Regions from separate parts of the Hordeum vulgare genome. Here region 2 is linked to region 1. The links are chromatin contacts, called in public Hi-C maps. All regions are on one chromosome and are shown on one strand. Each heading gives the region's core, a stretch centred on a gene start, on an enhancer-like site or on the middle of the called end of the contact. The rest is flanking DNA. Distances are from core to core; before and after follow the strand shown. Region 1 has its middle 52 kb from the start of LOC123447785. Region 2 has its middle 9.4 kb from the start of LOC123451143.

What was found. Hi-C and Micro-C count contacts between places; a contact is called where the count stands out from the background.
Region 2: a Hi-C map of seedling shows a contact between it and region 1, with 3 times the contacts expected there. The contact joins two enhancer-like sites. A contact is called at or near these places in 2 of 6 Hi-C or Micro-C datasets (leaf and seedling).

What each region holds. Positions count from the first base shown.
Region 1 is chr4H:41,527,709-41,531,623 of MorexV3_pseudomolecules_assembly, forward strand. No RefSeq gene overlaps it. Among protein-coding and RNA genes, the nearest start is that of LOC123447785, 52 kb to the left of the region's middle. Within about 2 kb of position 1,708, at least 3 of the 3 cell types and tissues checked have open chromatin away from gene starts, as enhancers often do. A contact at or near this core is called in leaf and seedling, where this site is marked.
Region 2 is chr4H:41,717,037-41,720,951 of MorexV3_pseudomolecules_assembly, forward strand. No RefSeq gene overlaps it. Among protein-coding and RNA genes, the nearest start is that of LOC123451143, 9.4 kb to the right of the region's middle. Within about 2 kb of position 2,280, at least 3 of the 3 cell types and tissues checked have open chromatin away from gene starts, as enhancers often do. A contact at or near this core is called in leaf and seedling, where this site is marked.

The DNA.
Region 1 (3,915 bases), core at 458-2,957:
TTACGTCAGAAACTTTTGCTTTCAGAATCCCTTTGTGATGTTCGGAACGAGGTATTGTTATTAGATGCATATATTCCAAACCTTTGATGTCCCTATTATCAGTACTAAATGGTGATAGATCCTCGGCCAAGTTCTGAACAACAAATTTCACAAAGAAGAACAAATACATAAATCAACATTGCGTGACTGGAAATCACTAATCAACAAATACACTAATTGTACAATTGATTACATAATTTCCTACTAGTTATACTTTATTGCCTTGCTGAATTACTAATTAACAAAATACATATTATGACTCAAGAATAATTATTAGCCAAATAAGTAATAAAGTTGCTTTCTTTCTAAGCACAAACAAATCAACTACATACACATCACTAAATTGTCACACACATCTCAAAAACCTCATGCATGTGTGCATTCCTTCAAAGGATTCAAATTTAGCGGCTATGGCTCGGTGATGGCAATGGAGAGACACTCCTCCATCAACTAGTCTGCAGAAATCCGAGTCATACATGGTGTTCGTGCTCTAACAAATACAAAATACGACATCAAATCAGAGGGGAAGTAGCTCAAATTCGGAATTCCCAAATCAGTTAGAATCATACCCCTAGAATCAGAGAGGAAGTGCTTACATCGCTCTGAAACGAGCTCGCGTTTTGAGACGAATCCCACCTCCATCAAACAGAACCACAATGAAAATGCATTGGCGGCAGCGAGATAGGGGAGAGAAAGAGCTGGACAAAGGAGAAGTGCAAGGAAAGCATTTTCCCGCTAGGGTTAACCACCATGGGCTACCGGCCATGAGGCCCGCGCGTGCTTTTCCCGAACAAGTAGACCTGTCCTATCGGAGAACAATGCTTGATCTATGTAGTTTGAAACCAAACAACCCCAAGGTAAACTGCAACCCTAGCTGCAAATACGATATTTTTTTTCAATTTACTCCCGAGAGAAGAATCTTGTCAAATTCAGAAAAGTCTTGTCTTACGCGCTAGAAGATGGCTCGCCCTTTCCAATATTTCCTCCTTTCTAGCTCGTTGCACTTATCATATATCACATTGGAGAGAAGAAGATTGGCATCATTATTCATAAAGCCAATCTTTTTATCTTTCAAAAAATTAGTCAAGAGCTTAGCCTTTTCAAGATGCAAATCCACACCAACGAAAAGCTTAAAACTGCATATCTTGAGGACAAACAAGTCGTCCAACAGCTCGCTGCCAGTCAGTACGATATGTAACCCTGCTTGGGGAACCGGGTGTAAAAACCGACATTTCTTTCAGATGGCCACCAAGCATTCAGTAGGCTGTCGCAAAAAAAGCAACGAATGAATTCGTGTGTGATTTTCCCGGTGTAACAGTGCGCCAGCGCTTGGTGTGAACAGCCCCAGTATTCTCTCCCGGCAAATTAAAGGTGCCAATATTTTCATCACTTATCGACGTGGACTGGAATTAATCTAGGGATGAGGACATGTAGGTGTCTCCCGTCTTTTATTTGACCGTTTGTCTGGCAACGGAGGCGTTGGGCAACAGTGACATCAAAACTGTATTTTTCCAATGAAAGGCACGTTGCCCTGGATCTCGCCAACATGCTGCGGTCCATGGATGGCTCCTGCCGTCTTTTTTCTCGAGCCACCCCCGCGCTGTCAGCTGTGAGAGACAGATACCGCGGAAAACGACCTGGCTAGCCTCGACGCGCTCTGAAATCTGGCGTGTGCGTGTGTGCTTTTTCCTATGGACGTAGCGTTCGGAGCAGCCACACGAATGTACCTCCTGTCCACACCGCCGGGGGACACAGGTTTTGCTTGACATCACTGGCACTTTTGTCGAGTGTGATCGAGGAGATTTCCGACGGACAAGCGTGTGCCTGCGTGTCGAGCCTATCTGCAAGCTGTGTGCTCGTGCAATGCAGGGTTTTTCGGCCTTTTGGAATTATCATGTCCTATATCTATTGACGAATGGTCACAAAAAATATATATCTTTTGACAAGCTACGAAAAAAGATGGCACAAAATACCCGTGAGATGTTCTATCCATGGCCGGCCGTCGTGTTCGTTGCTGTGTTTGAAAGTACTCCCTCCACAGAGAAATATAAAAATATTTAGATAACTAAAATAATGATGTAAACACTTTTATATTTATTTACAGAGGAAGTAGGCCCTTCTAATCTACGTTCATCATCGTCAGCTAGGTTGCTGTTTTGATACACTGATCCTTTCTTTTCTGCATGTAAAATTAATTCTGACTGTTTACTGTAAGAAAGTTTGTCCGACTAGAATGAAAGAGAGACCATGACAATGACGTGTCTTTGGCTCTCTTCAACTACCGTATCCGTATGATCCATGGATCAAGTTATAACTTTTGTTACTTTTGAGGACCCTTGTACTGTTGTTTCCTACTATTGATATATATCGGAGGACCTTTTCTCAAGAGAAAAGATTGCGGCCTCCAAGTGGCCTGGAAGGTAAGGATGGAGACATCTAGGGTCGAGGTGCTGCATGGATTTTTCTTCAGTGGTGGGAGATTTTTGATCTGATGGGGGCACAGCGTGGTATGGAATGGAAGTTCTCTTTCCCTGTTGCCAACCTGGTTGCACATGTGTCTGGTAAACAAGACAAGACGGCAAGCACCAAAGGAAAACCGGAGATTGGGTAGATGATCTTGTTCAGTCGTGGGTAGATAAGATAGTTTGTTGCTGGGTCCAGTTTGGTTAGGATCATTGGATGTGTCTATCCGAATATGAATGTGGATGACAAACTTTGCATGCCTCTGTTTAAAAATGAACATAATTAAGTAGAATAAGCAGAGCGCTTTTCTCTAAACAATCTGCTTTGCATCGATCCCTCCTCTTGTGTTTGACTTTGACTAGTAGCGTTTTACCAACCTTTGATTGTCGTTTGAATAGCGGTTGCAACACATCAGCTTTCAGAAGAAAGATCAGTTGAGCTAAGATCCATAATTTACTACTCCCTCCGTCTCATAATTATTGTCTTAGATTTATTTATATATGAATGTATCTAGTCAAATTTTAATATTTAGATACATTTATTTTTAAACAAACCTAAGATTTTTTTTTTGGAACGGAGTAAGCTAATAGATGATACCTCGTGGGTTGCTGTAGAAATTAGTTGTAATATATTATAATTATACTTGACTGTGTGGAATATAGTATTTATATTAATAACACGTGAACAAAAAAAATACATACAACTTATTATAGTTGAATATGTGTAGCTGTAAAATATTTATTAAATAGAAATAGAATAATAGATTGAAAAGTATTTTCTCATGCATGGTTTTATGTTGAGGTGGGCCTTATCACATTCATAATTGTATGATTACGTGACATGCTTGTATTTTTTAAAGGGAAATTTATTAATATCTCGAAGATATCAATTACACACGACCTTTACATCAAGAATACACATATTCCGAAAAAAAGCAAAGGCCTCACCATAGTGATCAATTCCTCTCACCAACAACAAATAAACCACCACCAAAGACAACACCCAGAAAGCATAAAAGGTCTCCAAAAACAACATCTTTAAGAAGAAAACAGCGCACAAGCGTCGTCCTAGTCCAATCCAAAATCTTATGGATTCACGATGGAGAAAGATCGAGCTCTCAAAACAATACCTTCGACAAGGCAATATCCAAGCACAACCAATGAAGGTCACACCTTAGATTTTCACCCTCAAAGTCACAACCCGTAGCACCATGAAAAATGAAATTCTTCGGTGTTGTCGCCCCCACTTGTCAATGTTGCTTTTGAAAGTTATCAAACACTTGGCTGACTCCATCGCCTCCAAGGCCCCCTCTGCCTTACTGATCTGCGGATCTCAGCCACCACGACTTTATCTACCGTTGTCTACGCCATGGAAATCGAGATACTGACATGTTTCATGGTGTCAACAAACAAA
Region 2 (3,915 bases), core at 1,030-3,529, 190 kb after region 1:
CTCGACGCCCCAAGGTTCCATTATGACCGCGACAAACCGCTCCCATCGATCCAAATTCACCATTCCTTGACATGCTTGCATCCACATTTTATTTTCGCATGATCAATCGATGATCTTTGTTAATATATAGTGTTTGCTCGGTAGTAGAGGGGCACCCAAATACATCTTTCTCTTAGCGAGGAGACCTCCTATATGGGGCTTACAGAGCCACTACCAACCAGTGCCCGTGTTATCGCCATAATGCTTCGTGGCCCAATAGGGATTCCCTCTCTCGTTGCTCAATCTAGGTTAGTGGCTGTTGTATTTTTTTGGGAAAAGGTTGTTGGTTGTTGGCTGACCATGACCATAAACTTTGGCAATTGACCGTTGACAAGGTTTTTGATTGTTCAAATTCTCAAAAATAAAAAATATATATTTCTAAGAAACTTCACACGATAAATAAAATGTTTAAAATTTTATAAATATTCATGAATTTGAAAAAAGTTCAGGCATTTGGAAAAGGGTGCGAGTTTGAAAAAGTTTGTGAATGCGAAAAAGGATCACAATTTGTTTTAAAGTTCATTCATTTGAAAAATACCTCTGAATTTGAAAAAAGTTTAATAATTTGAAACAAAGCTCATGAATCTGATTTTTTTACAGATTTCGGAAAATTTTGACACACTAAAACGTGTTCATAGAATTTTAAAAGTTTCATGAATTTGAAAAAAGTTCAAAAAATATTAAAAAACCGCAAATATGAAAAAATGTTGAATTTGAAAAATTCCTTGAACTTGAAACTTCAAGAAAATAAAAATGTGAACCGATTTCAAAAACTCATAAATCTGAAAAAAATCAAGATATAGAAAAAAAAAGGTTTACGAATTTGAAAACAAGTTGGGCCAATTGAAAACAAGTTCATGAAAATAAAATAAAAAGGAAAAAGGAAAAATAGTAAAAAAGAAGAAAACCCCTGACAAAATCAGGAAAAAACCTAGACTAGGAGCTTCTAGAAGCTTATGAAAACCGGACAAAAGCTTCTAGAAGCTTAAGAAAATCAACTAAGCAAAATCAAACGTCGACCCCTGTAGATGGGCCGCTTGTTACCACCAACTTACATTGAGGAGGTGAGCGGTGTGGACTAATAGCGCTCTTAGTAGCGCTATAAGCTTATAGCACCAAATATGGATTGCGCTTAGCGAGGATGAGCAAATCGGACGGTCTTTGTGTGTCTCTTTAATAAACAACTGTGCTCCTTTTACAAATCGCTACCAAAAATTGTCTCACTGATCCAACTTTTTATATTTCCCTAAAAGAATTAAGAAAATGTTATTCAGAACTTGTTCACAGTGTATTTAAAAAATATTCCTTTACAAAAACAATATTTTATTAATAAAAACGTTCATGAATTTGGGAAAAGGTTGTTTACATTTTTTAAAGGAGATAAAATTGGAAAATGAAAGAAAAGTCAATATAAACAGGAGAATAAAGTGGAGCAATTAAAAAATGGAAGGAAAGAAAAGGAGAGTAAAAAATCAGTTCACCTGGGGCTATGTGCGTGCATGAACGAGTAATGAAGATAGTACAAACCTATAGGATATGCGTGTGTGTCTTCATAGAATGAATGTATTTGTGTGTACGTGAGCAGCTGTGGCCATATTGTATTCAAATAAAAGCGAGACTGGATCAATCCAAGAAGAAATGGCCCTTAATGAGGAAGCACAAGGCGCAATCACCCGCGATATGGGCTGACCATTTTTGAATAGTTTGCTGTTTCTGCAAGGATCTTGTGACTTGCTTTATGTCAAAATTTTGTGGCAATTCTATATTTGCCTCTCACCCGACAAAATGCCCGCAAATCGCAAAGGGGGTCACTTAGCAAACGTGATAGAGACGACCCTAGCTAACCCGGCATTGGGATATCAGATTTGGGAACCTTTTGGAAGGTTTCAGTCTGGTTTATTCTGGGGTTTTGAACATTCTAGAAGGTTCAGGTCCAATTTTTCACTTTTTCTGTTTTTCGTATTTTCCTTTATTATAAATAATTAGAAATTTTAAAATGTTCACAGACTCTTACAAAGTTCAAAAGATTTAAAGATTGTTCACATTTAAAAAAATGTTTCATATCTTCAAAAAGGTTCACAATACTAAAAGAATGGTTTTTCAGTGTCGTTAGAAATATAAATAGAGGAAAAAATTGGGCTAGTGAGGTACTAAAATGAAGTAGCTACACTAGCAGAGCTGAGTTGGCCAGCCTGCTCCATCGTCACTGTGCGAAGGGCGAGAGGCGCCCCTATCTCTCGCTTTAAGCGATCACAGTTGCGTGACTCGCGAGGGGGGAACCCAGATAGACCGGCCCATCAGCACAGGAGGTCGTGGCCTTTTTATTTTTATTTTTCCTGTTCTTGTTTTTTGCTTTATTTTGTACTTTTCTTTATACTTTGAAATATTCCACATACGTGTATACAAAAAAGCCTCTTGAAAACTCATTTAAAAAATGTTGAAAAGTATTTCGCCAAAATATTGAATAAGTATTAAAAAAATTGAACAAGTATTCAAAAAATGTTGAAGAGGTATTTGAATTTTTCTAATAAGTATTAAAATATTGAACAAGTATTTGCCCAGATGTTGAATTAGTATTAAAAATTGTTGGATGAGTATTTAAAAAATGATCAACAAGCATTTAAAATGTTGATAAATATTCAAAATATTGAAAAAGTATTTTAAAATGTTGTGTAAATATTATAAAATTATTAAACGAATATTTGAATATTTTTTGAACAAGTATTTGAAAAATATTGAATAGGTACTAAAATTTTGATGAAGTATTTCAAAAATGTTGAATAAGTAATAAAAACTATTGAATGAGTATTTGAAAAATGTTGAATAAGAACAAAAATGTTGAACGTTTATACAAGAAATGTTTATCAGTTACTAAAATAATAATTTTGACACTTACAAAAAAATTAGAGTGAAAACACAAAAAACATAACAAAAAACAAAAGAAAAAAGACACAAAAGGAAGAAAAGAAATTGAAAAGGAAAAAGGAAATTAAACAAAAAGTGGGGAAGAAAAAAGAAAAAAAACAGAAAAAAAACATAGCGTAATGGTGTGGCGAACGTCGTAATCGTATTTTGTTAGATATGGTGCGATTTATGATGTCTCTTATCGATTTGTAATTATCTTTTGGGGTTATGCATTAGAGACAGCTACATTCATTTTAAATAGGGCACCATCAAAATCCGTTGAGACGACACCATATGAATTATGGTATGGCAAGAAGCCAAATTTGTCGTTTCTTAAAGTTTGGGGATGCGATGCTTATGTCAAAAAGCTCCAACCTGAAAAGCTGGAACCCAAAGCGGAAAAGTGTGTTCGCATAGGTTACCCAAAAGAGACAGTTGGGTACACCTTCTATCTCAGATCTGAGGGTAAAGTGTTTGTTGCTAAGAACGGAGCTTTTCTTGAGAAAGAGTTTCTCTCGTAAGAATTAAGTGGGAGGAAGATAGAACTTGATGAGGTTTTGAAACTCTGCTCCCTCAAGATGGTGGCGCAGGGTAGAGGGAAATCTCTGTCGAGGCAACACCGGTTGAGGAGGAAGCTAATGACGATGATCATGAAGCTTCGGATCAAGTTACTATAGGACCTCGCAGGTCGACAAGATCACATACTGCTCGTGAGTGGTACGGGAATCCTGTCTTATCTATCATGTTGTTAGACAACAATGAGCGTGCAAATTATGAAGAAGCAATGTTGGGCCCGGATTCCAACAAATGGTTAGAGGCCATGAAGTCCGAGATAGGATCTATGTATGAAAACAAAGTGTGGACTTTGGAAGTATTACGTGAAGGTCGCAAGGCTATTCAGAACAAATGGATCTTTAAGAAGAAGACGGACGCGGACGGTAATGTGACCGTTTATAAAGCTCAACTTGTGGC